Linked DNA regions of Oryctolagus cuniculus: region 2 is linked to region 1. The links are chromatin contacts, called in public Micro-C maps. All regions are on one chromosome and are shown on one strand. Each heading gives the region's core, a stretch centred on a gene start, on an enhancer-like site or on the middle of the called end of the contact. The rest is flanking DNA. Distances are from core to core; before and after follow the strand shown. Region 1 holds the start of BRPF1 (bromodomain and PHD finger containing 1). Region 2 holds the start of SRGAP3 (SLIT-ROBO Rho GTPase activating protein 3).

The links. A called contact is a pair of places that touch in the nucleus more often than the background predicts.
Region 2: a contact with region 1 is called in a Micro-C map of ear pinna, with 4 times the contacts expected there. The contact joins the promoter of SRGAP3 here to the promoter of BRPF1 in region 1. A contact is called at or near these places in 3 of 6 Hi-C or Micro-C datasets (ear pinna, psoas muscle and an unstated tissue).

Annotation. Positions count from the first base shown.
Region 1 is chr10:116,970,600-116,973,948 of mOryCun1.1, forward strand. It overlaps BRPF1 (bromodomain and PHD finger containing 1), which reads right to left and starts at 1,363. Exons shown (of 13, transcript XM_070051177.1): 1 at 775-1,363. It overlaps CPNE9 (copine family member 9), which reads right to left. Exons shown (of 20, transcript XM_070051181.1): 20 at 2,196-2,495. The coding sequence ends at 2,304.
Region 2 is chr10:117,241,968-117,244,960 of mOryCun1.1, forward strand. It overlaps SRGAP3 (SLIT-ROBO Rho GTPase activating protein 3), which reads left to right and starts at 1,730. Exons shown (of 25, transcript XM_070051217.1): 1 at 1,730-1,832. THUMPD3 (THUMP domain containing 3) reads right to left here and starts at 2,066. Exons shown (of 10, transcript XM_070051224.1): 1 at 1,647-2,066; 2 at 1-173. The coding sequence starts at 151.

The DNA.
Region 1 (3,349 bases), core at 113-2,612:
CGCGCTGTAGCAGTGACCGCTTTATCCCCGGCCTTGGCGCTGCAGTGGAAGATGGACCGGGCAGCAAGCGAGACCGGAGGCCAGCCCGTCTAGGGCAGCAGCGGGGCGCGTGGGAGCCCTGCATTCGCCCACGCTCGCAGCTCAACGGAGCGCCAGGTCCCGCCGACACACACAGCCTCCTGGGTGAGGGCGGACAGACGGCACCAGCTCCAGGACGCCCGGCCTGGCCAGGGACTGCCCGCTCTCTCCCGCTCCGCCCAGCCAGGGCCCCGGCAGGCAAAGCCGCCCTGAGCTCCCGGACAAACGCTCACCCCTCCTCTGCGCTGCCCCGGCCCTGCCTACAGCCCCTCAGCACGGCAGTGCAGCCACAAGTTCAACTCCAGCTCCCTCCTGCTCCGGCCCGCCGGCTCTCCCAACACCAGCCTGCCACGCACAAACAAGCCGGGTCCCAGGCGGCCGCCCAGGCTCCGGCAACACCCCGCGGGGAGCCGGCGCGGCCCCGGGGCGCGGGGGCTGCAGGAAGCGGGGGGCGGAGGCCCGGCCCGGCCCTGCCCGCAGCCTCTCCCGGATGCGGCGGCGCTTCCCCTTTGTCGGAACTGCTACAAGTTCAGCGGGGCTCGCCTCCGGCCATTGGCTCCGGCGGCCCCCAAGGATACACTGTTGCCCGGGATGCGCGCTGGGGGCGAGCGCGCTGTCAGCGCCTCCGGCGGCCGCGGCCCCGCAGACGCCCCTCGCCGCCGGCCACTCCCGTCCCGGCCCCAGGCCTGCACTCACCGGCCACCTCGAGTCCGGGCTCATCGCCGGGGGCGCCCGCCGGGGCTCCGACCCCTCCCGGGGAGGCCGGCGGGGAAAGGCGGGCCGGGGAGGGCGAACCCCAACGCTGCAGACCTCGGGTCTCGCCACCCCGGCCCCCTGGCCGCCCCACGCGCTGACCCCTGCCGCTCCCGGCCCCGCCGGCGCCCCCGCGTCTCAACTCCGCCGGCCGCTGCCCGTTTCCCAAGTCCGTAGGTTGCCTGGCCTCGGGACGCGGCGCGGCCGGAACAATAGAGGCTCCCGGAGGCAGCGCGGGGACAGCGGCGGCGGGGACCGTGGCGGCAAAGGCAGTGGCAGCGGCAGCGGCAGCGGCGGAGGCGACGGCGTCTGCGCAGGGTAAACGCGGCGCCGCGGCGCAGCCGGGCCGCACTTTCGCCACGGCTCGCTGCAGGGCCGCCGAGGCTCCCGCGGCCGTGCTGCGCGGCTCGGGGGACGCTCCTGGACGTGTGGCAGGGCTCATCCAGCACCTCCATCTCTGAGTCCAGCTTCTGGGCCCCGAGCCCGCGGGGGCTCGGGGGTCCGCGGTCGCCGGGCCGTTTGTGGCGAATCTGCGGACGCGGACGGCGAGCGCCGGGCTGGGCGTGAGGAGCCCGCCCTTCTCCCCTCCCCCTCCGCCGCCTCCCTCGCTGCTCCCGCCCTCCTGCTGGCGCGGCGGCTGCGGTAGGGACCTGGCCTAGGTCTCCGCGAGAGGCGGCGAGGCGGGGCCGCAGGCGCGGGGCGGGACGGGGGGCAGGCCCGGGAGCCGGAGGGACGCGGCCCGGGGCGGGGCCTGCCGCCGGGGGCGGGGATTCGTGGGTGGGGCCTGCCGCCGGGGCGGGGCCTGCCGCCGCGGCTCGGGGCGGGAAAGGGCGGAGCCTTGCTCGGGCCTGCAGCGGGCAGCTGGGCTGGGGACGACGGACGCGGCCCGGGGAAGACGCCGCGGGCGGCCCGGGCTCCCGGGCTCTGGGTGTGGAAGACGCATTTGTCGGCTGTGGGGCTCCGGGGACCCCGCCCTCTCGCCGTGCCTGTGTTGTCCTCCGTCACGTTTTCCCAAAAATCTCGACCTGTTGGGTGCGCTTCTGGGATCCGCGTGTGAGCCTGTAAACACGCGTGGAGTGCGGACCGCGGGTGGTCCCTGGCCCGCGGGGTCCCCGAGAGGACCCCGTGCGATCCTGCGTGTAGCGAGCGCTCACAGGAGACCAGGGTCGCCTCAAGCAGCCCCTTTGAGGCCAGGGACCCCTGTGACCACCCAAGGAAAGCTACGGGGCCTCCCTCTTGGGGGGCGCGCACGCAGTTTGCAGAAGGCGCAGGGGTCACCCGGGAGCCCGTGTCGGGAGGAGGATGAAGCCGGCCGGGCGCTGCCCACCGCGCCCTCCCTCTCGGCGTGACCCCAGCAGGCAGAGCGGAGTCGATATCAGCTTTATTACTGGCACAGCGCAGGGAGGTGGCGAGCGCGCCGGGCCGCCCGGGGACGGGCCCTGGCTTCCAGCAGCGGCAGCGGGTGCGAGTCCTCAGGGCTGCCCTGGGGCTGGGGCTGGGGCTGGGCTGGAGCCGGCGGGCGGCGGGGGCCGGGGCTGGATGTCCCTGGTGCGCATATAGGACAGCAGCTGTTCGGGGATCTCGGCCAGCACGTCCTTGGCCAGGCGGGCCATGCTCAGCACCTGGTTTCCGGAGCGGTCCACGTAGTCTCGGAATGGGACAAACTGGGGCAGGCAGACACGGGAGGGTGTGGGCCGGCGCTGCTCTGCTCCCACCCAGCACCTGTCCAGTATCGCATTCTCGCCCCACACTTTGGGCAGGCTTCTACCCGCCCCCCCACACCTTGGGCAGGTTTCTAAGTGGCTTTCTCCTAACTCGGCTCCCTCCTCCACTTTCTGTTGACTTCTCCCCTAATGGGGTCGTGAAATCCCCACGGTGGGTGCACTGGGCACAGTCCTCATCCTGACCCCTCCTCCCACTGCCTTGGCCAGCCCCCTGGACTGGAAGCCCCTCCCCAGTGCCTCTGTCTACAGGCTCCCTAATCCTGGTCCCGTCTCTCTGAATTCTCTTCCTGGGTGACCGTGTACACTTCTGTGGCTTTAAAAACGGGTTTCTGCAGGTAAAGGGAGGGACAGGGAGAAGGGGAGGGGGCCAGGGGAGCAGGAGCCGCAGAAGGGGGAGAGGTGAGGCGTCAGTGGGGTGATGGGGAGGAGAGGAGGCCCAGGAGAGGGGGGCGGCCAAGGGGAGGGAGAAGTTAGGGAGAAAGCCACCTGTTTCTAAGGACGCTCAGATGGGCACACCCGTCTCTGGCCCTGCCACCTCCTCACTCAGTGCTCAAGGACCCTCAAACCCAGCCGCTGGCAGCTGAGTGCAGGGCTCCCTGCCAGGCTCCCCCGGCCTGGCCGTCCCAGCACCTGGGACCTGGTCCCATGCCCATCGCAGGCTCATCAAGTGGGCTCTGCAGCCTGCTGCTTCCATCCTGACGCCGAGGCCTGCGGCGGGGCCGCTGAGCTGCCTCCACTACAGGGACCTTGGGGGTCTCCCAGCCCTTCCAGTGCTCAATGGATGAGGGCGAGGG
Region 2 (2,993 bases), core at 480-2,979, 270 kb after region 1:
GCTCAAAGCCAGTGGGAACTGTGGCGCCGATCGTGACTGGGAGACGTGCAGACTCACTTTGGAGGCCACCCTCTGCGGCCTGTACAGAAGCCTGGCTCTCGTGAAGGGTCCCGTCCAGAAGGTGGTTAGTGGCTTCTTCACCGTCAGACATGTTGGCAGCGCTGTCAAGATCCCTACCATCGGTACAGACAGAAACATCGTCACCTCGCATTTCAATTATGATTAAGAATACACGCTCTGGAGGGCAGCAAGAACAACACTGAACTCTATTTGGTCCGCTCGCCTGGTGAACGCCTCATGCTTGTGTTACAGAGCTGAAGAAATGGGGGCACCGGGCCAGGCTGCACAACAGCACGTCACCACCACACAAGCAACGCAGGCGCCACAGCAGAGAGGGCGGCACTCAGCATTGCCACGGCATGCCCTGTCTGGTGTGGGTCCCGGGGTGGATGAAAGTCATCCCATAACCTCCAGAGTCAACAGTAAGAATTTCTGCCACAGCACATTCGAATACAGTTCAGCATCCGGGCCTCTCAGCTAGCGGTGAAGAACGTGGCCTGGAATTCCTACCTCCACGTTCGTGGGCTGAGCGACCCAAAGCAAGTTAGTGCTGCCAAGCCTCAAAACAGGAATTAAACAGCTCCTCTGTGTGAGCAGCACAGTACCAGGCCGACGACTAAAATCTAAGACGGCATTTACCTTCCTCCCCGCTGTGAACAGCGACTCGCGAGTTCACAAATGTGAGCTGGGGCTCTCGGGTCCCCACTGAGGTGCCCACCTGCTCCATCAGGTGTACTCTCTCCCTTACACTTCGTTCAGAGCAGGTACAGCCGCTGCCTCCCACTCCAGCATCCCGTACGGGTGCCGCCAGCCGGCTCCCTGCTAACGGCCTGGGAAAAGCTGAGGTCCCTGCCACCCACGTGGGAGACCCGGGAGAAGCTCCGGGTTGGACCGGCCTAGCCCTGGTGGCCATGGGGCAGTGACCCAGCAGATGGAAAAGTTCTTTTCCTCTGTTACTCTTTCAAAACAAATAAATCTTAAAAGCAAAAACAAAAAGCAAACTCTGTTTCACTATTTTTTTAAAAAAATGAAGAGAGAGGAAGGGTGAACCGAACAGCGACGACTTAACCACCGCAGGCCCGGGAAACGTGGGGAACCCTAAGCCCGGTCCGACGCACGCGAGCCCTCGCGACGTCAGCTGGCAGGTGCGGAGTAGCACCTCCCGCAGGGTTTCCACAGCGCTGGGGCTCCGAGGACACCGACACCGTCCTCGCGCCGTGCCAGGCACAGGCGACGGGCTCAGACCAGGCCGCTTCCGGGCCTGCGGCCGCTCCGTCCCCGCGAGGTCCACCTGCGCCTTCCCAACTCCAGGCAGCGTCGGCCAGGGGGCGCGCCCCGCCAGAGGGCACAGCGCTCACCAGCGGCGCGGGCTGGAGAGGAACCCACGCCCCCCGATGGCCGCGGTCTCGGGAACCCCGGGGCGACGCCCCCACGCCGGGCCGCGGAGGGGCGGCGACACAGGCCCCGCCGGCAACCGGACGAACCGAGGACCCGCCTGGCGCCGGCGCGCGCCCCGGCCGCTCCTCCCTCCCAGGCCGAAGGTCCAAGGGCAACACCCACAGCTGGACGCACCGCCGCCCGCTCACCGGCCGCTGGCACAGGCCCTTCCGGCTCTGGAACCCCGCGGTCCAGCGCGCACGGGTCAGGCCGCCGGAAGCCGCGTTGCCGACCCCGGAAACGGAAGTTGGGCTGAGGTCGTGGCGGCGCCGAGCGAGGGGCGGGCGCCGGGGCTGGGCTGTGGAGAAGGGCGCATGCTCGGGCGGCTCCGCGAGGTGAGGGACGGGGTCACCCGTCGCCTGGCAGTCGCCGCCGACGGTGGCGGGCTCTTGGCGGGCGTCGTCTCGTTCGTGCCGACGCTCGTGAGGCGGCAGAGTTCGACCCCCAGAAGTTAGGTCTCCGTTTCCCCGGCGCCCGAGGGCAGAGCGGGGTCGTGAGTCCAGGATCGGGGGCCAGCTCCGGAGCCGGCGGTGCTCGGACTACTTCCCGCCTTGTGTCCTGCCCCCGCTGGCTTCGCGCCATTGCTTACGCAATGCTTTCCTTTGAAGATCTGTCTATTTGAACACAGAGGGAATCTTCCACCCGCTGGTTCATTCCCCACATGGCTGCAGTGCCCAGGGCTCGGCCAGGCCCGAGCCAGGAGCTCCTTCAGATCTCCCACGTGGGTGCAGGGACCCAAGCCCTTGGGCCGTCTTCAGCTGCTTTCCCAGGCCATTATCAGGGAGCTGGATCAGCAGTGGAGCAGCCAGGACCAAAACCAGCGCCCATGTGGGATGCTGGCCACCGGCGGTGGCTTAACCTGTTAAACCACAACGCTGGCCCCAAAGTTTATTTAAAAAAATTTTTTTTTTTTACTTGAGCCAACGTGTTGTGCAATGGGTTAAGCCACTGCTTGTGACACCGACATGCCAACGTCCCATATTCAGATCCCGAGTCCTGGCTGCCCCCCTTCTGGTCCAGCTTCCTGTTAACTTGCCTGGGATGTGGCAGAGGGTGGTTTAAGTACTTGTGCCCCTGTCACCCACTTGCAAGGCCAGGATGGAGCTAGTGTCTTCTGGCGTCGGCCTGGTGCAGTCCTGGCACTTGGGGCCATTTGAACAGTGAAGGAACAGACAGGAGAGTTGGCGCTCTCTGTCACTCTCCTTCTTTTGCTATCTCTCTCCTTTTCAAATACATAAACACAATATTTAAGTTTTTTTTTTTTATTTGAAAGGCAGATAGAACGAGATTTTTCGTCCCCTGGTTGACTCTCCAAATACCTGCCAATAGCCAAGCCTAAGCCAGGAGCCCAGAAGTCAATCCTGGTCTCACATGGGGGTGGCAGGAATGCAACCGCTTGATCCATCACCTCCTACTGCCCAGGTGGGCGTTAGCAGGAAGCTGGATTGGGAGCAGAGTGAGACCCAGGCACTCTAAAATGGAACGCAGGCTTCCCT